4 separate regions of the Mus musculus genome follow, and regions 1, 3 and 4 are each linked to region 2. Evidence: chromatin contacts called from public promoter capture Hi-C data. All regions are on one chromosome and are shown on one strand. The core of a region is the stretch at or near the end of the contact, and the rest is flanking DNA. Distances in the headings are between cores, read along the strand shown.

Evidence for each region. Promoter capture Hi-C pulls out the DNA fragments that hold promoters and counts their contacts.
Region 1: a contact with region 2 is called in a promoter capture Hi-C map of the HPC-7 cell line. The contact joins the promoter of Ccr1 here to the promoter of Ccr2 in region 2. A contact is called at or near these places in 22 of 39 promoter capture datasets (the 3T3-L1 cell line, the C10 cell line, the HPC-7 cell line and 15 more), 1 of 15 datasets of contacts at CTCF or cohesin (CD8 T cells), 3 of 484 Hi-C or Micro-C datasets (bone marrow-derived macrophages, embryonic stem cells and nephron progenitors), 6 of 115 datasets of contacts at active chromatin or transcription factors (the 230-238 cell line, CD8 T cells, the HPC-7 cell line and 3 more) and 4 of 9 other capture datasets (adipose tissue, embryonic stem cells, liver and 1 more).
Region 3: a contact with region 2 is called in a promoter capture Hi-C map of liver, with 2.4 times the contacts expected there. The contact joins the enhancer-like site here to the promoter of Ccr2 in region 2. A contact is called at or near these places in 11 of 39 promoter capture datasets (3T3-L1-derived adipocytes, the C10 cell line, the HPC-7 cell line and 8 more), 1 of 484 Hi-C or Micro-C datasets (transition II germ cells), 5 of 115 datasets of contacts at active chromatin or transcription factors (the HPC-7 cell line, bone marrow-derived macrophages, embryonic stem cells and 1 more) and 2 of 9 other capture datasets (adipose tissue and liver).
Region 4: a contact with region 2 is called in a promoter capture Hi-C map of the HPC-7 cell line. The contact joins the enhancer-like site here to the promoter of Ccr2 in region 2. A contact is called at or near these places in 20 of 39 promoter capture datasets (the 3T3-L1 cell line, 3T3-L1-derived adipocytes, the C10 cell line and 13 more), 1 of 15 datasets of contacts at CTCF or cohesin (CD8 T cells), 7 of 484 Hi-C or Micro-C datasets (CD8 central memory T cells, arterial endothelial cells, bone marrow-derived macrophages and 4 more), 5 of 115 datasets of contacts at active chromatin or transcription factors (CD8 T cells, the HPC-7 cell line, embryonic stem cells and 2 more) and 3 of 9 other capture datasets (adipose tissue, liver and pancreatic islet).

What each region holds. Positions count from the first base shown.
Region 1 is chr9:123,964,424-123,970,189 of GRCm38.p6, reverse strand. It overlaps Ccr1 (chemokine (C-C motif) receptor 1), which reads left to right and starts at 1,498. Exons shown (of 2, transcript NM_009912.4): 1 at 1,498-1,895; 2 at 5,632-5,766. The coding sequence starts at 5,699.
Region 2 is chr9:124,098,280-124,103,851 of GRCm38.p6, reverse strand. Ccr2 (chemokine (C-C motif) receptor 2) reads right to left here and starts at 1,669. Exons shown (of 3, transcript NM_009915.2): 1 at 1,645-1,669.
Region 3 is chr9:124,270,594-124,275,773 of GRCm38.p6, reverse strand. Gm39469 (zinc finger protein 431-like) reads left to right here. Exons shown (of 5, transcript XM_011249869.2): 2 at 4,278-4,404; 3 at 4,588-4,648. Among named protein-coding and RNA genes, the nearest start is that of Gm39469, 10 kb to the left of the region's middle. Within about 2 kb of position 2,438, at least 17 of the 459 cell types and tissues checked have an H3K27ac peak or open chromatin away from gene starts, as enhancers often do. A contact at or near this core is called in liver, where this site is marked.
Region 4 is chr9:123,939,774-123,945,047 of GRCm38.p6, reverse strand. No RefSeq gene overlaps it. Among named protein-coding and RNA genes, the nearest start is that of Gm51701, 17 kb to the right of the region's middle. Within about 2 kb of position 3,472, at least 117 of the 459 cell types and tissues checked have an H3K27ac peak or open chromatin away from gene starts, as enhancers often do. A contact at or near this core is called in CD8 T cells, CD8 central memory T cells, the HPC-7 cell line and 6 more, where this site is marked.

The DNA.
Region 1 (5,766 bases), core at 249-2,748, 130 kb after region 2:
TACTCTATACAAACCTCTTTGGTTATATGGATTATAGCCTGATTATCAATGATTTAACAGCTAAATTCTCATCTACCTGAATACCTACTATATTTGTCTTTGTGTGCCTGTGTTACCTCACTCAGGCTGATTTTTTTCTAGCTCCTTCTGTCTGAAATTTTCATTTTTAATGGCTGATTTGTACAATATTCTATTGTGTAAATTTATCACATTTCCTTATCCATTTATTTGTTGATGAACATCTAAGTTGTTTCTATTTCTGACTATTATGAATAGAGCAGTAATGAACATGGTTGAGCAAGTGTCTCTATAATATGATGAAGAGTTCTTTAGATATATGCCCGAGAGTGGAATAGTTGAATCTTGAGATAGACTGATTCCCAGCTTCCTGAGAAACCACCACACTGATTTTCACTGTGGTTGTACAAGTTTTTGCCCTTCCACCAGCAATGGATGAGAGTTCCCCTTACTCACATACTCAGCAGCATGTTGTTCTTAGTACCTGTGCTATCACCTTCTGTTCAGAAAGTTTTTTCCTGTGCCAGTGAGTTCAACCTATTTCCCACATTTCTATCACAGTGTATCTGGCCTGATGTTGAGGTCTTAGAAATATTTGAAGTTGAGTTTTATACAGGGTGATAAGTATGGATCTATTTGCAGTTTTCTACATGCAGTCATTCAGTTTGACTAGAATCATTTGTTGAAGATGCTGTCTTTTTCCCAATATGTATTTCTGGCTTCTTTTTTATTGAGCCAGACCCTCTGATATTCTTCATATTCTCTTCTACCTCATGCACCTGCCATTAGCCAAAGTGGACAGTATTAGACCCAAGACTCAAAGAGGTGTAGAAAGGTGTTGGGCTCTGCACTCATGTGACCATGTCTGGCCAGTGCATACATAAACCAAAAGTATCAAGAAGGAAAGGGGAATCTACAGCCATATTACCCTGAAAATAGTCGATGGGGTTTTTTTGTATGATTTCTTTATTTGTTTTTTGTTGTTGTTGTTCTTCTTCTTGTTTTTGAGACAAGGGTTACTATGTAGTCCTGACTGTCCTGGAACTCACTAGGAAGACCAGGCTGTCCTGGAGCTCACAGAAATCCTCCTGCCTCTGCCTGTTTAATGCTGATTATTAAAAGCATACACACCATTCATATCAGAAAAACAAGGGAAAACAGCCTGTATTGTGCTCTCTCGTGCCAGATATCATGAGAGAAAAACATTCCTTGAGGGTTGGTGGGGAAAGGATTTGGGAGCAGAAGAAAGGTATGTGGAGCAGTTAGAGTACAAATAGAAATAACTTAGATATAGATCTCCAAAGAGAGGGGATGCCTCTGGAGGTCCTCATTCATTAGCCAGATGATTTTGAGGAACAGGATATGAGTTCTGGTTTAGACCTTTCCATTTGCAATCTTTAGAAGGGGGAGGCTCCTCACTGACCACAAGAACTCTATGACTAGCCCTACATTTACACGCCCACACACATCAATTGCTCCATGAGTCCTAGGAACAGCTCATTGTCACACACAGAGTTCAACTCAACTCCATCCAACCCCTCCCTACACAATTCTTGTAGGGCAGAGCTACCTCTGAGAAGACTGGAACTTTACTGGAACTGGAGCAGAGAGGAAAGACAGAACACTTTAGTGAACTTGGACCCCAGGAATTGGCCACTGGTGAGCACTGTAGTGCTTCATAGGCAGCCAACCATAAAAAAGAAGAACTTTACACCATTCTTGTCATTCTGAAAGACTATAAAACCAGAGTCTAATCTCCATCATCATACAGGAAGCCAAGAACTTCCTACTAGGTTGGGACCTTGAACCTTGAATTCATAAAGATCCTCAAAGGCCCAGAAACAAAGTCTGTGTGGACAAAATACTCTGGAAACACAGTAAGTGATGTTTGTCATTTCTATGCCGCCAGGTACTGTGAAAGGCAATCTTAAGTTATGAGTGCAGTTCTGGGATCTTCAACATTGGATAATGCTTTGAGAACCAGATGGAGCCTATGTAGCCCATTGTTGCATCTGTAAAGCAGTTAATACTTGGGAAATGATGACAATGCTGGACGTATTATTAAGGCTGGATGCTCAGTGATATTGAGGAATTTGTTATCGATGATTAATTAAGAGAGTAAACCAGCATAAAGAGACAAGAAATGCCTTCGTGGAAAGTTATTTTTATAGTTGTCTTTATGAAACTTCGCCAAATAGCAACAAAATGCAACATATAAAGAAATGGTAACAAGAGACTATATGTTAGTAAGAAAAATCATTGCAAATGCAAGAGTGACAAAATTCTGAACCAATTTCTTAAGAGTAAAACTAAAATTACAAAAATGGGACTACTGTCTTGGAGAAGGAGAAAATTCACCCTCAAGAAGTAGCAAGTAGATGGAATTTTAGACTGCAATTGTTGTATTCTAACATGGTGTATGTTGGTTTTATGATGAAAAGAGATGTGTAGGACTGACACTAACAAATACCTATTTTGCTTTAATTTCATGAGTTGGAGAGAGAAGGGACAACTATAAATTTTCAAAGAACAAGAAACCCTTAGATTTTCATAGACAGTTTGCCTCTGTACAACAAATAGCAAGAAGCTCTAGGATACTGAAGGAATTATGTAGCAATGGCCTTGCATTAGGATGCATGAGAGACAGGACTGGGTTATTCAGTGAGGAAGGCCTAAGTAGTAAAATGCTAGAAAGTGAACAATACTGGCCTCTCCCTAAAAACGAAAACCATGGTTGGTACTATTTGTTGATATCTATGGTAGAAACTTGCAAGTTGACATGTGTGCAGAGTGAACAGATGCACACAACTGACTCTTTGAGCCACAATAATCATCTGGCTTCCCCTTGGGCCTGGATACTTCTTATCATCTCTTCCCAGACACTTCACAAATGAGCAGGCTACAGGACACTAGTAGAGTCCAGGCTATGGGGATCTACATGAGCACTGTGCAAGGCACCTGGGGCAGACTTCTACAAGAAACTATTCACAGGCCTGGGAAGGTCAATGGCAAAATGGGCCTTTGCTTTCTCCTCCAATCACAGCCCAGGTCATGTCTCCTTAGCAGCGGTGTGCCCCGCAACTGCTACAACCTGAAAGTTTAGAGAGAACAGATAGCGCTGAGGTTTCTCAGTAGGCAGGTGGCTGTGGAACACAGCACCTGACAGTGCTGAACTCAGCCTGACTTCACTTTGGCTAGAGTTCCACAGGAACTGGGCTCCTGAGGATCACCTTGCCCCACATGATATTGCTCCCCAACTTCAGTTGACTCTGTACTAGAGCTGTCAGCTATCTAGGAATCCTGGGTGCCAAGCTGAATGTCTGCCTTCTTCAGCACTAGCATGAACAGCAGGAAGTAGAAATCTCTGCCTCAATCATTCCTGACTGCCACCCAAGTTTCCCCAGTGAGAGCTGACAGGGAAGACATGGAGGAGTAAACACAGGAACAGAGCTGATAGGAAATGAAGGGACCCCTCTTGACACTTCAGCAGAATATTTCCTCCTTTTCCAATGTGCCTTAATGTTCAAAGACCACTGCTCCAGAACAGTCTTTGTAATCAGGAAACATTTACTAAAGAGCCCAGAAGGGATAGCACAGAAGCCCAGGGTGATCACAGATTGATGGTGCAGGTGCAGCATAATTAGCTGAAAGGTATTTGAGTCAAATACTACAACTCTGATCAATAGCAACATACTGAACATTTTCCTTTATTTTACAATTAGGTTTTATTTCACATGTGCCACTTCTGCATATTTAAAGATATGCAGGGGACATTTCAGTACAAGGGCAGAGTAATGGGAAGTCAACCCTGGGTACCTCAGAAATCTGCCTTAGCTGTTTGGAAATATTCAAATATATCTTATCAACCATAGTCACCTTGCTGTGCTATAGAGCATGAGAAGAGTCATGCTGTCCAGTTTCAGCCCTGTCCTGTTTATTGTCCTCTCTCCTTCCAAACTCTCTCCACCCTTCTTCCAAACTCTATTCAAGACTCTGTCTGTAACCACTACTTGACTTTCCATTTCTGTGAGACAAGCTTTCTAGAGATTTTATAGCATGATTCACATGGAAGAACTGTCATTGACAATCAAGAAAAATCACTTTCTATGTTACCTATGAAGAAACCCAGTAAGGAAAGAAGGAATACAGACATTGTGGTCAGAACTTCTGCTAATGGCAGGTGTTAGAACAGGACCACTGTGTGACAGCCGGGTCTCTGATAGTCACTGTCTGTGGGTAGAGGGTTATTTTTCACATTGCTTCATAGCATCTTTTCAAGGTAAGCATTCATTAATCTCCCCTGTTCCAGATGGGGAACTTAGACTAAAAAAGCAGATTGATTATCTAAGGTCACACTGCTATTATGTTACAACAAAGCTCATATTTCCCCTCTTGAGGGATTCTTCAAAAAGTTAACTGGAAATAATTCATGTACAAACATACATGGTGTGAAAGTAGTCCTACAATGGCAAGCTATCTATTGACCTTTTGTTTATCTCAAGGCAATCCTGATTTAAGATGATAATATAATAATAATAATAACAATAATAATAATAATAATAATAATAAACAGTAACTTAGAGCCCATTTCAGCAGAGTCTCAGTTTTTATCTAGCTCCTGTGTGCTGTCTCCTGTTGGATACAGGCGTCTCTTACTCCCTGAGCCCATTTTCCATTTCTGTCTCCAGGTCATGTCCTCCTCCTAGCTGTCTCATGGTGCTTACTAGGGCAGTTGAGTTAACTGTAAATCTATCTGTTCCATATAAAGGCCATGTGATAGGGATCAGCCTAAACCAAACAACCAACGTGGTACCTTGTGTCTCAACCTATAGCTATAGTTGTCCTACTAGGAATTTTCTTGATCAGGAATAGTGATCTTGGAGCACCATGATTTTTACATTAACTAGCATGCATTGTTTCATTACAACTTAAAGTACAATCTTGTAGACTCTTGAAAAACAGAAAAAATAATAACCTTCCATAGCTATGAACTTTTTATTCTTATCCACAACTGCCCTCCTCCCCAGAGCATTTATGGAGACAACAGTGGCACAGCCAAGTGCTGTGATTAGAGGCAGAAGAGTCCTATCATTTCAGAGCTGGGATGGAACAACACACTCATAGATTTCTACTTCAGCTCTCATTGTATGTCTTGTGCCACATTTTTGTAACCTTAGGCAATCTTTAGCTCTGTGCCATCGCTTCTAAGGTCTTGCGCCACAATGCAGTATCCTGTGGTAATTTGTACCTCTGTTTCATCACTTCTAAATAGGAACAATTTGCCCATTTAATAGGTGTTGAAAATTAAGTCCAAACTCGGCTGTTTGGAGTTGATATGAAATCTTTATTTAGAACAGTGTGAAAAAAAATCACTTTTGCTTTTGATCCATCACTCTTGAAATAGTTGAATGAATTACACACACACACACACACACACACACACACACACACTCATTTGTTCTGTTCCCCTCTTAGTCTACAAGGTCCATGTGAGTAGAAAATGCAATGACTCCTTACCCTCCATTTCATCCCTAGGATTTGGTAATCACTAAGTATCAATCCGCAGTTTATTTGTTAAAGAAATATAATCATTGTCTTGTCTTTGTTGCCCAGGACTCACTGTCTTTAACAGAAAAGTAAATTCAGAAGCTATTATTCCTGACCAGTTCCTCAGCAAAGGATGGAGATTTCAGATTTCACAGAAGCCTACCCCACAACTACAGAATTTGACTATGGGGACTCCACTCC
Region 2 (5,572 bases), core at 420-2,919:
CATCTGCTTTCCTGTATAGAAACTCCCTAAGTTGCTGTGAGGTCCATCTGAGGTGAAGGCTCATCATGTGCTACAGATGAATGTTCTATGTTAGAATTGTGCCATAGGAATTCTACCCCTACATTCTTTTCAAATTCATCCTTGTTGCCTTCTATGGGCTGCTAGTTTCTTGTCTCATCTGCTATCCACTTCATATTGATCTCTCCTTCACTCATAGCTCATCCCTCTCATTCTGTCTGCCCCAACAGTTAACAGTGCATATGTACTCCTCATCCTGAAACCCCCAATAGCCACATGACTTGGATGTGGTGGGACTTCACAGTGGTTGACCTGCTCTCACATTCCCAGTCCTGTGCACACCCACAACTGTCTTCTCTCCATTTCCTCCAAACTCACCACTTCCTTTATGCCTTAGTGATTTACTCTGTTCTTGTCTCTTGACCTAAAATGGTTCCTATTTATTCTACCTCCTACTTAAAACTTCCCTTCTCTTGTGAAGCCCAATCTGCACCCTCTGACAAACCACTCTGCTCTTGTGAAATGTAAGTAACCACTTATCATGGTATCTTCTACATACCATGCACCCCGCTGAGGTTAAGGAGTGGCAATGTTGTTAATCTCTGACTCTTATAATTTCACCTGGCTAAAAGAGTAAACAGTAAAGGTTCACTGAAAGAGTGCACAAAAGTCTATAATAATTATAAGATATAAAATGTAACATCATTAGATTTGATTGTTAAGACTACTTTTTCCTGATATCAGCTATAAATTTGTTTTCATCCACCTATATATCACAGTACTTCTTGCATCCCTTAAGTGATAGCCAAATGAAGCTTGCATGTCACATCACTGAGTCTTATCACTAGACTGCCAAAACTAAATGAGATCTTTGATGAGAATAAGGAAGAAAGTGCATGTACCTAAAGATTACACAGTGCTAAGTTCTGGTCTGTTCTAAAGTTCCAGCTGTTATGGAAAATTCTAGGTAAATGCTAATTCATATAACCCTATGGCACATAGTCAGCACTTAGTTCCTACTACCAAGCAGTCTGGAAAGTACTGGCCTGAGCATCACTTTGGGCATTAAGACATAGCTATCACCCAGGACTGTAGGGAAGCTGCCTCCCAAAAGAAAGCAAAAGAGATAATGGGAGAGAGAGAGAGAGAGAGAGAGAGAGAGAGAGAGAGAGAGAGAGGGAGAGAGAGAGAGAGAGAGAGATAGATATCTTCAGTCTGTGTGGTTCTCATGAGGAAAGACAAGAGCCAATTTAGAAGGCATAGATGAACTACAGGTAAAAGATTTCACAGTATAAGGTTCTAGAAATGTAAACCCTCTGCATGCTAAGAGAGACAGAGTAATCCTGTGAGTGTCTAGAAGATGATGAGGCACAGTGATTTTCCTTCCTTCATTGTCCCCTTTTATCACCTGATCCCAAAAGAATGGTCCCACCCAGCAACACCCTCATTTCCGCACTGCCACTAGGGTCTTTCTAATGTTTCTTGGTGCACATTACATTCTCTTCTCTCCCCAAATCTTGATCTTTGCCTCAGGTGCACAGGCTGTACAATACCTCAGGCTGTCTCCCTAGTGCCCTGCATCTCAAGCTTGGAGATGCATAAAGACATGGAAAAATCACAACTCACCAGGTATGGCTCCTTTATGATGGCACTGCTATCTCAGGCTTCTCAGTAACAGATCTGGAGGTGCAAACTGGTATGCAGAAGTAGGAAATAAAGTTTCCTGCAGAAAGAGAAGGCGGAGATAAAAGAGCAAGTGATGGTAAAGATTTGAAGAAAAACAAAACAAAGCAAAAAAAAAAAAAAAAAACAAACCCCAAAGATCTACAGTTCTTCTTTTCCAGCCAGGAGTGTTATATGTTGGGCTGAGGTCTTTACAGGATTAATTTTGAAATCTTGCTTATGCAATTCTGAGTGTGAGTTAGCCACGCCCTATACCCCTGCTTCAGTATATTTCAGCTCATGGCTTCGTCTTATAAGTCTTTCATAGCTTTTCCACTCTCTGTTCTCTTCTCTGTGTTAGTTGGCATAACCCAAGTGCAATAGAACCTATCACACCCAGAGAATAAATGCTAATGAGGCCTTAGGTCATAATGAATAAAATGCGCAGAGAGGTTTCACTGAGTCTTGTGTGTTGCTTTCAAAGTGTTGTGAATTGGAATCTGGTTACAAATCTCGCTTAAATAAAGCTTTCTAATGAAGGAAAGATTTACACTGGGACCTGAGAGTGGATCTTAGGAAACCACGAGATGTTCTTACCACCTTCATCTCACACTATACAAATGGTCAAAATTTTGAGAATTTACACCTTAAAATCTTTATCTGCATAAGGAAAACAGAAATGATCCCTTTGTGTGAGTTTGAAAACTTCTTATCTATCTGCCAGCAATGAGTTCACGTTTTTCAGGATTTTTAGGCTGGAAGATTAGTGTGATGTGGCCTTTGGGAATCCTTTAAAGAAAATACATCACCACCTAACAGCTCTGGTATACCTGCTGTTACTATACAGGCAATTCCAGTGGACTGCTCTCAGGGATCTAGATGCTGTCAGGTGTGCAGTGGATGAAAGGACCCAACCACCTCACTAGCTCTTTTTCTGTTCTTGGAGTTTCCTCTCTCTGTGTTCTTCGTGTGTCCCCTTTCTGCCCATCTCTACCTCCTCTCTCTGCCCGATGACTCTCTCTCTTCTCTGTCTGCCTGTCTACACATCCACTTGTCTGGTTCTTTAAGTTTCCTCTCCTCTTCTCTCCCCTCCTCCAGTAAACCTTTTTTTATACAAGATCTGTTTCATGGCATAATCTCTTCAGGACACACCTTGGCATGACCCACAAAGGATACCTCCTCACAACATTATGTTCAAAACACATGCTAGCTAAGCAGTATCACATCAAAGGCATAGCTGTGGCGCTTCAGATTGCCTGGAGTAGAATAGCGATTGTCTCAAGTCTTCTGAAAACCAATGAAATGAAAATCATTTGTGCTCCCCCAAATGCTGTAAGATGACTGACACTGGATACAAGATGTTTAAAATCATGTTATCATTCTGAAGGTTAACTGAAGGTTAAGTTCTCTCAAGTGACTTAAAAGGATTCACTTGAATCCTGTTGGAGGTTAAACCATTCAAATTCAAAGTTAAGTTGGTATCCTCTGCAACTCATGTATGGCAAGACACAACCAAATGAAAATGTGGACATAACATGTCCAGAGAAGTGATAGCAAAACAAGAAAGGCTTATCAATACTTTGAAGGCACTTTGATGCTAAGGCACTTCCTTACTCTTCTGTGATGGTTTTTTTCGGTTGGTACTTTAAGAACACAAATGTTCTTGCCTCTTTTCATCAGAGATGCTTTGGGTTCACTGTGGTTTTTATGGTTGATGTGCTTCCTGTGACCTACTAAAATAAACTAGTGAGTTCTAGGATTTTACACCTTATTAGTTTAGTCACACATGATCTGGACTAATATGATACACATAGATAAAACAGTCTTTCTATTGTAATTTCTTTGTTTTTGTCTCCATAACAAAATATACATAATTTTCAAAGCTTTTGTTCCAAATAATAAAGCAAGACAACAGGCATAGAAAGTCAAAACAAGAAAGGCTAGCAACTCCAGTTTCTTGTAAAGAATTTTTTTTCTAAGATCATGAAAAGTGCCCAGATGAACGAAGAATAGACAAGACTACATAATCAAAAATAGAAATGAGGGGTTGGGGATAATGCTCAGCAGATAAAAAGCATTTTCTGAGCAAGTGTAATGATCTGTATTCAAATATTCAGCCCACAAGCTAGTGATGGTCATACAACCCTGGCAGAGTGAGGTATGGTGACTGAAAGATTGCTAGGGCTTGCTGGTTGTCAGCCTAGCTCCAGGTTCAGTAAAAGACCCTGTCTCAAGAGGATAATGTAGACAAGGTAGGACATCTGATATCTTCCTCTTACCTCCATGTGCACACACACAAGGTGTAAACACCCACATATGCATACATGCACCCACTGAACATATACACACATCAGAAAAAAAGATCATTCAAGTAGTAATTAAGTTTCAATTAAGTTTAATATAAAGGTAGCAGATTAGATGTTTCTCTTTCTTTCATTCAAACAAACTTTGAGATGAAAGATGTGAAGTCAGAAACTTTACTTTTTTACTTGCAAATGAAAAACAGTGTCAAGTGACTTAATAGGACTTATGCAAACCAATGTTAAGGAACTAATTCCTTGTCCTTTCATATTTCTCATGCTCTGTGCTAGATCTGGAGCTCAGTATAGATGTCTTATCAGTAGCTTGTCATTGGGAAGAAAACTTAGCATTGATAGGGTACGATATACTGTTTGACAGGGTTAGGCAACAACAGGTAGGGAGGGAAAAGATGACATTCATATGCCACTGCATCTTTCCTTGAGTCATGATGAGTAAAACTAGCATAAAAGTGAAAACCACTAGGGTCTGGTTTTATGGCCATCACTGTAGTTTATGACATGGTGCATGGAGGGCCATGATGCTACAGGAGGAATTGCAAAATCTAGAATGCACTCTTTGTGGGTACAGCTGCATGATAAAAAACATCCAGCCCTGGATGTGGCAGAGATTCTAATTGGTAGACATTACTAGCATAACTCTGGTTAGGCAGCAGGTGATGAAAATAATGATATGGACCCTGGTTAACCACATCTAGTTGAAGTTCAAGTCAAATGGTGATGATTTTGAAGGAACCATAAACATGTGGTAGGGAGAGAAGGGGACAAGAATGTGGAAGGCAACTCATTTTTAGTTTCAGCTCAGGCATGTATCATTATTTCGGAAGCAATATATTTTGAAAGCAAAAGTTTATTTTAAAACATCAACAAAGTGACAAACCTTTATCTCTGTCACTAAGATGGGAAGACAGAAGATGCAGAAAACTAAAAACAGATGATTATGCAGCTAACTTTAAGAAAGAAAAAACTATGAGCAAATATGAATGATTTATGTCAAAAATTTTTGTAGCCTAGAGTAAATAAACAGTAGCTATAAACAAATTGCCATGAAGTGACTCAAGAAAAAATAGAAAAGTATAAAATATCTATTGAAAATTGAATTAGTCGTGTAAAATACTTAAAGCAACAACAAAAAGCCTAGTATCAGACAGTTTTACCTATAAATTCCCCCAAATGTTTAAAGAAAAGCTCATATCAATCATTTTCAAGTTCTGTCTAAAGTAGAAGAGGGAACATGTCTACATCTGTTTTCTGAAGCCAGCACTACTATGATAGCACAGCCAGACAAAGACATCACAAAAATAAACTTAGAGATCAATATTCTTCATTAATGGAGATTCAAATTATAGGAGAAAGAAAGAAAAAGGAGGAAGGAACAAAGGAAGAAAGGAACCAAAGAAGAGATACCAATGGTACATCTAGAAGATTTTGTGGCATGATCAGATGGGATTTATCCAAAGGATACAATTGTGGTTCACATTTTAATAATTGATCAATGTAATACGTGACATTGATTAACAAGAAACAAAACCAAAATATTTACATGATCATCTTGATTGACACAGGAAACACCA
Region 3 (5,180 bases), core at 1,189-3,688, 170 kb before region 2:
TGTGGCTCAGCCCTTAGTACACAACTTTGCTACCAAACGATGAAGGTAAAGTTAGTTTTAGAGGTAAGCACTCGTGTTTGAAAGTGACGTCTTATTGACAAAATGATGAGTCAGAGAAAGATCTGACAGAATATGAAAAATCCAACTCTCAAGAAAAGACAGAGGAATAAGAGAAAGCATCACAGAGGGTGAGAGGAGAAGGCAGTTTTACCAAAAGAGTTTTATGGAGACCGGTTAAAGAGAGAACAAGCTAGACAGAGGTGAAGAGAGGACAAGCCAGAGAATGAGGAGCCAGAAAATAAGAATAGACTGCTAGAGTTCTTTTGAGGCTGAGTACAACAATTCAGTCAGAAGTGAAAGAAACTAGTTTGAATCAGCTAGCATGAAGAGATTTTGAGCCAGAACAGCTGAGTTGACCAGCCAGCTAGAGTTCAGAAATAAAAAGAAACGGTGAGTTTATTCAGCAGTTAAGTAAGTCATTCTAGACCTAGATAAGATTGTACCCAGGCTAGAAACTTTCAGGACTAGGTCTAGGTTATCAGAATGAGGAAGTAAGCCTCCAAGATGATGTTTTCACCCTCCTGTGTAATGATCACCGTCTACAAAAACAGAATGAGTACTGTATCTGTCACTGTCATACTGTCCCTGTCTTCACTATTTCCCTTTTCTTTGTTCATTATTGCTTCCCTTCTTCTTTGCATTTTCATTTAAGCAATGTTGAATTAAGGGTTTTTGTTTTGGTTTGGTTTGGCTTGGTTTGGTTTGGTTTGGTTTTTGTTTTTTTGAGACAGGGTTTCTCTATATAGCCCTGGCTGTCCTGGAACTCACTCTGTAGACCAGGCTGTCCTCCTACTCAGAAATCCACCTGCCTCTGCCTCCTGAGTGCTGGGATTAAAGGCGTGCGCCACCATGCCCGGCTTGAATCAAGTTTTTAATTGAAGATAGATTCTTCTCTCATACAATATATCCTGACCACTGTTTCCCCTACCTACACTCTCCTAGCTACCCCCACCATTTCCTATCCTCTTCTCCCTAAGATCCAACCCCCCATCCCCATTTCCTCTTCAGAAAGGAGCAGATATCCAAAAGAGAACAGTCAAACATAACAACACAAGATAGAAAAAGACAAGGTGAAAGTCTTCACATTGAGGTTGAACAAGGCAACGTGATAGGAGGAAAAGTGTCTCATGATCAAGCAAAAGAATCAGGGTTACACCTTCTCCCACTGTTAGGAGTCCCACAAAAACACCAAGCTAACAGCTATAACATATTAGCAGAGCACCTGGCACAGATCCATGCTGGCTCCATGATTGCCATTTATGTCTCTGTAAGGGTCCTAGAAATCCAGGCAGTGTTAGGCATGGGTTCCCTTTCATGTCAAGTGCCTCATGTTAAACCAGACACTACCAGTAAAGTGATATTGAAAAGAAAAAAGAAAAAAAAGATGCAAAATTTAAGGTCATGGATTCTTCCTCTGTGATTTCAGTTCTGCACTGTTCCAGCCATCTATGTTTGACAGACTTAGAGCCTGAGTGAGGAAAGTTACTGTGAGAGTACATTGCAGAAACCTGTGAGGATGAAACCTGAGTTGCATTTTGAGACCACAAGATGTTGAGATACCTAAGCTATGAGACACCTGCCACGGAGAGGTGTATACAGGGAATGGAAAAAAACTATCCAAGAGGTGCATGAGAGGTTGCAGGGATGAGACAATCTAAGCCTTTTAAAACTGAGGCCCGATGTGTCTGAGGCAGGTCTGCAGGATTTGTTGTTTGCCCTACTGTGTTTCTGGCTTTAGTCCAGTCTTTCCTCATTATGTACACATTCCTCTATATTGGAATGGGAAGGGATATTCTGTTCTGTTATATGTTGGAAAGATATAGCTTGATTTCTGATTTTATAAGATGGGACAATCAAGAGATTGTCTTAAGTGTCAGAAGAGACTTTGGACATTCAAAGAGTGTATGGGCTGCTGCAGACTATTAGGATCATTGAAGCTAAACTGAATGCATTTTCATCATGGATGACCATGAGCCTATAGTGGCCAGGGTCAGAATGTAGTTGATTGAATCAGAAAAGCTCCCAGACAGGGTGATATTTTTGAACACTTATCTCTTCTTTTTGGCTTTCTTTGGGGGTCTTATAATGTTAGGGTACAAGAATCATTGAAGGAAGACCTCAGACTCAAGTAGCATGCAAAAACAAAGATCATTTTATTCTGCAGAATTCTAGCATGCAGGGGTCTACTATTCAATAGGATGGAGACAGACATGTAAATTTTGCAAGCTCAATTTAAAGCCAATTAGGGGAATACCAGGGAGGAGTAGTTGACCTTTATCCTGATTGGTTGGCTCAATTTCCAGGGGTATGGGTGGCTTTGGGATTGGTCAGTGTTCTGGGGGAATTTTGGGAACTTTCCAGAACCATTATTCATTAACTATTCTTGGCTCAGTCTTGGCTCAGGCCTGGTGGCAGGTGCAACTCTTGGCAGCTTCTGATTGGCTGCCTGTGAGGGGTGGTTTTCCTGGAATTGACTATTTTGGACTTTTCCAGTTCTGGGAAACAGAAACTTAGGCCTAGTCTCCCAAACTGCCAGTGTGCAGCCTGTCATGGAGTCAGCCTGGCTCTGGCTGACTCAGTTCTCTCAATAGAAGCTTTTGTAGGAGGAACCTTTCTAGATTCCTTATTGGGGTTGAGATTTAAGTGTCTATAGACTCAACCCATTTCGTGTGTGTGTGTGTGTGTGTGTGTGTGTGTGTGTGTGTGTCTACTGTGTTATGGTGGAACCTGATCACTCAGTTCCTTCTCATATTGTCTTGCCTTTACCATTATAGACTCTACCTGTAAATCACATAAAACACAGTTGAAATAATTATTCAGTGCTAAACCTGGTGTTTTTAAATTTTTAATTTTGTTGGTTATGTTTCTGTTTTTGTTTTTGAAGACAAAGTTTTTTTTTTTTTTTCTCACCCTGACTATCCTGAAAATAGGTGTATAGAGTATGTGGGCCTCAAACTTAAAGGTCCTCCTGACTCTAGCTCCAGAGTGCTGGAATTAAATGTTGACCAGCATGCCTGGCTTGTTTGTTTGTTTTTATATTATTTGCTGATGGACTTGTAATGTAGGTTTTTGTAAGTGCAAACCATACGCTGCTGTATTTATTTTCATCCATGTTGTGAACTTTGAAATTTGGCAGAGAGAATATTCTATTTCTCAGGATGGCATATATTCATGACATTAATACTGCCTGAGGTTTACTGTCTGAGGTTTCTGAGACATTGGATTTTAGGTGATAACACTCTTCCTTTTTGTTGTGTTTGTTTTGACTTTTTAATGAATATGGGTATTTTGTCTGTGTGCACGAATATCCACTTAATGTAATGCCTGGTCCCCATAGTAGTCAGAAGATAGCTTCAGAATTCCTGCCCTTGGAGTAATGGATAGTTGTGAATCCCCCTTGTAAGTACTGGCAATTGAGCTCAATTATTTGCAATACCATCAAGAGCTCTTCACTGCTGAGCCATCTATCCTGTCCTATGTTGCTTGTTTAGGACCAACATTTACATTGCCAATATTTTCATCTGTCTGTTTGTGTCTGTTTAAAGATGCATCCCCTTTTAGTAAGATCTCATTACGATTAATAGTTTAAATTTGGGCACTTCAGTATTCTGAGAGATGAATATAGAACTGGAGTGAATGTATCATTCTTTGTAGGAACTCCAGTAAAAACCTCTGAGTTCTTTCTCTCTTTCTTGTTTGTTTGATTGATTTTTACAGGAGAGACAGGGTCTTAATATATACCTCTGGCTGTTCTGGATAGACCAGGCTGGCATCCAACTCAATGAGATATACCTGCCACTGCTTCCTGAATGCTGGGAGCCAATATGCTCATCTTGCCCATCATTTTTTTTTTTTTGTATGTAGTAATTTTCATACAATTTCTCTGATGTGTGTAGTACTGTTTGCTTCTCTCCCCCCCCCTCCCTCCCTCTCTCTCTCTCTCTCTCTCTCTCTCTCTCTCACACACCCACACACACACACACACACACACACACACCCCAATGTTAGCATTTCTGTTGTAAGTTTATATCCTATTCAAAGAGCAAAGAAATGACAGAGATGAATCTTATTATTCAGTTTCTTTCTAAGATGACTTCTAGGTCAAGAATTAAGTCGGAGAAGCACCAAAATTATACATATATATTGTCAATGAAGCTTATGTTTACAGTCATGTTGTTATTATGGTTTCTGTTATACACATGTATGGGATATTTTAGGATGCAGTAACCTATGATGATGTGCATGTGAATTTCACTCAAGAAGAATGGGCTTTGCTGGATCCTTCACAGAAGAGTCTCTACAAAGAGGTGATGCTGGAGACCTACAAGAACCTCACTGCTATAGGTAAGATAGTGGATTTTCCTTCACTTTTTAAAATAATGGAAAAACTGTTACTAATGCTTTTCTGCAATTTCAGTTGAGAATGAGAAAGAATTAAGTGAATAAATCAGGTACAGTAAAGATAGTAACTTAAATTTTGCCTAATTTCCAATAATATATCATATATTTTCTTAAAATATATTTTAGGCTACAACTGGGAAGATCATAATATTGAAGAACATTGTCAAAGTTCCAGAAGACATGGAAGGTAATTTTCATGTGCAAGTTGGTATGGATATGCCTCTGAAGGAATGTTAATGTGTCCTTAAATTTTTAAAGAAAAGCAACAATATAAAAAAAAAAACACTTCTTTAAGTGTATGGCTTATTAAATTCTCACAAATCCATGTACCTCAATGTCAGGTGTCTGATTTGTGTTTGCAAGGCATCCCTCTAAGAAAGAAGACAACGAAACAATGCCTTAACAGATATTATTACCATTTGCATCATAGCCATGTTACAGCTACTTTGTAAAACTGCCAATTTATTTAGTCTCATACCACTCACATACTGCAAAATACATATCTACATCTATATAAATATATTGAATAGGTGATAAGGATATGTTCTTTATAAGCAAATATTTCATAGTAAAGCTGATTATAAGAAGTAACATTGCTAAGTTTAAGTGAGAGGGGCAGTTTATGAGAGTCAAGAATATTTTGAGAGAAAAACCTTAATTACTATACCACATGTCTATGATGAACAAAAAGTCAAACTGTGTGAATGCAATGTGGAAAT
Region 4 (5,274 bases), core at 2,223-4,722, 160 kb after region 2:
ACCCTGGACAGGGTTGGGAGTGTCTCTGAAACCCCAGGCCACAGGATCATCCCACTTGTGTTCTCAAGAGTGCTCTGTAAGAGCCCTGGGTTCTCTGATTTGCCATTTTCCCTAGGTTGGTCTTTTTGTGTTCCCAGCTCCCAGAGTAATTAATGTCAAACACTGAGAGTTGGGCTGAGAGACATGTGGGCATCTCTGGTCTCCCCCAAGCAAAGGCAAATGCTCCAGAATATTCTTTTACTCTGAGTATCACCACAGTCAGAGCTCCGATGTTCTCAACTTCTCTGCCTAACTCTGAGTTTGTTTTGTGTAGCACTGTTTTGCCAAGGGCAAGAATGGCCTTTTTAACTTGATAATTTTTTGTCAAAATATACTTAATAAAAAAGATGGATGATTCTATGTTAATAAAAAGTTGTGGACTCCTCCTCCTCCTCCTCTTCCTCTTCCTCTTCTTCTTCTTCTTCTTCTTCTTCTTCTTCTCCTCCTCCTTCTCCTTCTTCTTCTCCTCCTCCTCCTCACCCTCCTCCTCCTTCTCCTTCTCCTCTTCCTCTTCCTCCTCACCCTCCTCTTCCTCCTCCTCCTTGTTCTCCTTCTTTCTGTTTTGTTTTTGAGACAATGTTTATCTATGTATCCTTGGCTGTCCTGGAACTCACTCTGTAGACCAGGTTTAACTCTAAGATCTGCCTGCCTCTGACTCCTATGTTCTGGGATTAAAGGTGTGCACCTGGCCAGAACTTTCTTCTTACTCTTAGCTGTACTCTCATCTGCATGCAATCTTGTGCTGATCCAGTGAAATCAGCTAAAATTGGATTATTCACTTATTTCAGTAAAAGTGTCTAAGTTAGGGGTGTGGAACAAGTAGCTCAATTGATAGTGCACTTGCCTAACATGAAAAACCAACACAAACTGGTGTACAGTAGCATAAGTTTATTATCTCAGCATTCAGGGGGTGGAAAAAATGATCAAAAGTTTAGGGGTGTTCTCAACTCTACACAGAAATATATAAGGTCAAGCTAAGGCACAAAAGACCCTTTCTCAATCAGTCAATAAGCAAATAAATAAATATTATCAAGGAAAAAAAAAGATGGTGGTATAGCTCCTTGCTCTTGGGAGAAGTGGGAAGGAACTCAGCATATTGTCTAAATAACACTGTCTATTTATTCTATATCTTAAACTTACTCACACCTTTGACCAAGAGCATCTCTTCTAGAAATAATTCTAAAGAACTAGTCAGAGATATAACCTGTATAATAATATTAAATGTTCTGTCAACATTCATATTGAACATTGGAGACAGAAACACTGCCTAACAACAATACATATGAGCTATGATATACTCATATATTGAACTAGGATATTCATCAAAATTTTTGGAGAGTTTAAAAAGTGTGGAGAAACTCATACAATACAATGCCAAGTGATAAAAATGGAAAACAGACAGCTTCATTTCTGTTTTACTAAAAGACCAGAAATACCTCACACTATAACTGGTTCCTGCTGACTTATAATGGATGAAATTCTATTTTATTTTATTGCATTTCTCCAACTTTCCTATATTAATTATATAAAAATAATTTTAATGGTAATTATACAATGTTTCACACATCTAACACTACCGGAAATATTAACAGATATCTACTAGGTCTGAATTTGTAATACACATTAATTTCAGATTGACTATATATTTAAACATGAAGGCAAAATGGTGAAAGTGTGAGGATATAGATGACCCTCTATGATCTCAAGACAGGAAGGGTGCTCTTTAACAAGACATAGCTTCAAATCATTGCCTAATAAGCCAACTTAAAGCTAATGGTTTAAAGCTCAATTAATTATTATCATTAACAGTTATAAAGTTCATCATGTGAGCCAAGCTTAACTGGGCAAGCAGTTCTGTGGTCTTTCGCTGAACCCACTCATGAAGCACCATCTAGTCTCAGGTTAAGTGAGGCTGACTATTGGTGGGGCAATAGACATCTTAGTTACCATCTTGCAGGCTTATTTGACCTTGTCGACAAGGTGGCTGTTAGATTCCAAGAATACAGAGGCATGATGCTTGCCTCTGTGCTCAGAGCCAGCACAGCATCATTTCCATCTTTGACAGCCGGGAACAAGAGACCTAGGCTAAATTCCCATGGTCACAGGGTGATTCGGACCTACCTCCTTATGGGTTTACCTTTCAAAGATAATGACTCCCAAACCCTGAAAGCATACCAGATGGCAAAAAAAGCCTCTTAGCTTTTACGAATATTTAAGGACAAGTCAGTGGGCTAACAGAAGAATTCCTGACTTCCCAGGGGAATGTTCCAAGAAAGGAAAAGGGAAGATGCCTTTCTTTCCATTTGTACACTGGAAATTTTACTGTTTTAAATTTACCCTAGCACATGATAATGAGATAAAAGCAGTGATTAAGGTATGAGTCTGTGTCCTGGGTCTGTGGAAAATTACCACCATTCAGATACCAGAAGGAATCACCTGGGATCAGGCAAGGCACTGATCTTCAGAAGATAAGATGGAGGACTGCTGTCCTAAGGACCATCTTGCTCAGAAAGGCAGGAGGTAGGTGGTTCTAGAATGTTCCAAGTATGCTTTGGCAACATCTCTGGACAGGTAGTCTCAAGCACTCGAGCATGAGAAATGCTTTGCCATATGTGAGACCCACACTAGCCAAGCTTTGGGATCTTTTCTCATGGGCTCAGAATCCCCTTACTGGAGACTCTTCTTGATACCTAGGCTATAGTAAAACACTTACTTCCAGTAACAGAAAAACTGCAAACATTTTCAGTAAGCTTCTGCAAACCACAGAGGATGGCAACAACATCCCCTTTCTCATTTCAAATCACAAGTGACTATGAGGCAAGAGTGACCTGAGCCAAGGAAACATGCCTAAAGATAGACAGTTCCAGAACCTCCAACCAAGAGCAAGAGGCAGGTTGGCAGCAGATGCTTGAAGAATAACACAAAGCGGAGAGCAAGATTCAAAAAAAAAAAAAAAAACCACACACACACACGCACAGAAGCAGCAGAGACTGTCACTAACTAACAATTTATATTTTACCATGAAATAAACTTTAATATAAAACAAACTTTGAAAAAATGAAGATTTAAAAACACCATGGAAGACAATATAATTCTTTTTTAAAAAATACTAAATTTGGTATTACAGGCCTGTAATCGCCATACTAAGGAGGCAGGGTCAGTCATAAAGGACTCCAGAGGTAAAGGCAGGCAGATCATCCCAACTACATAGTTAGCTCAAGCTCAGCTGAGCGACTTGTACTTGAGCTCTTGTCTCCAACAAAAGAAAACATTTAATGAAAGAAAGAGAAAGAAGGGGAGAAGGGAGAGGAGGGATAAGAAGTCAACACTCTTTCAGAAGCCCAAACCAAGAACCAAAAAGGCGTCATGCCTTGCTTTGCAGAGTGCAGTCAAAAGCAGAACTAGACTATTACTAGCATCATCAACTGCTTTCCCCAGACACTGTAGATAGCAAGTAGGATGGAAAATGTAGACAGGAAACTGAGGGAACAGATTCTGAAGAGTGTGGCACTTTGCCATCAGTGGTATGTGTTTCAGGGTCCAGCTGTGGTTTTGTATCCTCCACTTCCTCCCTCTCAGGGTGTTCATATTCTGCTGCAAACTAGGCTGGAAGGATGAAGTGGAGTCTGGAATTGGCAGGATCTTAGTCCAGCTGGGCATCAGTCGGGGGTAGGGAGCTTCTCTGAGGATCTTCAATGAAGGATGGAGTTCTACAGGATCCCAGTCTGGTTGGGAGTGACGGGGTGGGACACAGGGTGAGGCTGTTCTAGGATCTTAAAAGTTACAGGCCTTTTAGACAAAGGCCTTCTCTGACAATCTTCAATTAAACAACTCTTAGCTTGTGTGCATACCTTTACGCGGGGCAGATTTGTACACATGCACCTTATTTGAGGTGAACCAGGGGGTATATATGGACTTTGGAGAGTGGGAAGGCAGTTTTTTAGGGTAAATGAAAATCACTGGCTAGAGTTTAAAGTTCTGTGAATGCCTCATTTGTATGGAGAGGCATTCCAGGAAACCCAGGTATGTGCTTGGCAAGTTTTTATGGGAGCTGGGGAGTTTGTAAGTCTGCCAGGGACTACTTCATCTTCCCAAGGTAGAGGCTGTGGGGATACCCAGACAAAGTCAGGGAAGGGGAAGCCCTACTGGTAAAGGAAGTTCTCCATTTTTCACCAAGCTCAGATAAGCCATCCAGTCATGATAAACTTTGACCTTACTTTGTGCTTCACTTCCTCTGCTTTCTTCCTCTCAGGGTATCCAGATGCTGCTGCACACAAGGCTGGAAGGATGAAGTGGAGTCTGGAATTGGCAGGATCTTAGTCCAGCTGGGAATCAGTGGAGGGTAGGGGGGCTTCTCTGAGGATCTTCAATGAAACAGCTCTCTGAGACAATTTTAGCTTGTGCATATACCTTCATTCAGGGTGGGCTTATACACTTACACTTTATTCAGGGTGAACCAAAGGTTATATAGTTTTAGGGAAAGGGGATGAGAATGTCCAAAGTGGGCAAATTTCATTGGCTGAAGGCTAAGGCTACTGAGATGACTCAGTTAACATGGAGAGTCATTCCAGAAGTCTCAGGTGAAGGATTACATGACATTCCTCAGGTAGTCAATGTGGGGTCTGGAATCTCCCAGGTAGAGAAGAGGAAGCCCTGATGACAAAGGGAGTGTCATTTTGCACCAAGCTCGGGGCTTTCCAGTAACATCAGACTTCAACCTTAGTAGCAGGGTTTCCTCCCAGCCATCAAGTCTGATGACCTAAGTTCAAATTCTATGGTGAAAGACTCTTGCCAGTTATTCTTTGACCTACACACAACACATCACATCACATCATATCATTCAAAGAGAGCACACATTAAAAATAGAAAATTTAGCACACACACGTTGACAATAACCAATAACTCTTTATAACAGTAGAGAAGTCATAGTTGATACTGAAAAACTAGCCAACTACCCAGGGATGCTGAAGCCATGGATCTCAAAGGAAAACCTACAACTGCAACCTTACTAAACCAGCATAATCCCTAATATTAAAAATATTTGTCCTTCTACACACAAGTGTAGTCCTCACCTCTCACAAAGGAAACTTCTTTTTGCAACAAAAGGAGATCATTACAGAAAATAAAAAAAAAAAACAATTAAAATGCAGAGTTGTGGAGCCCAGTATCAACTGATACATCTACAGTACAATTCCTGACCCTAAGACTCAGAGATCATTGCAGAAGAGGGATCAG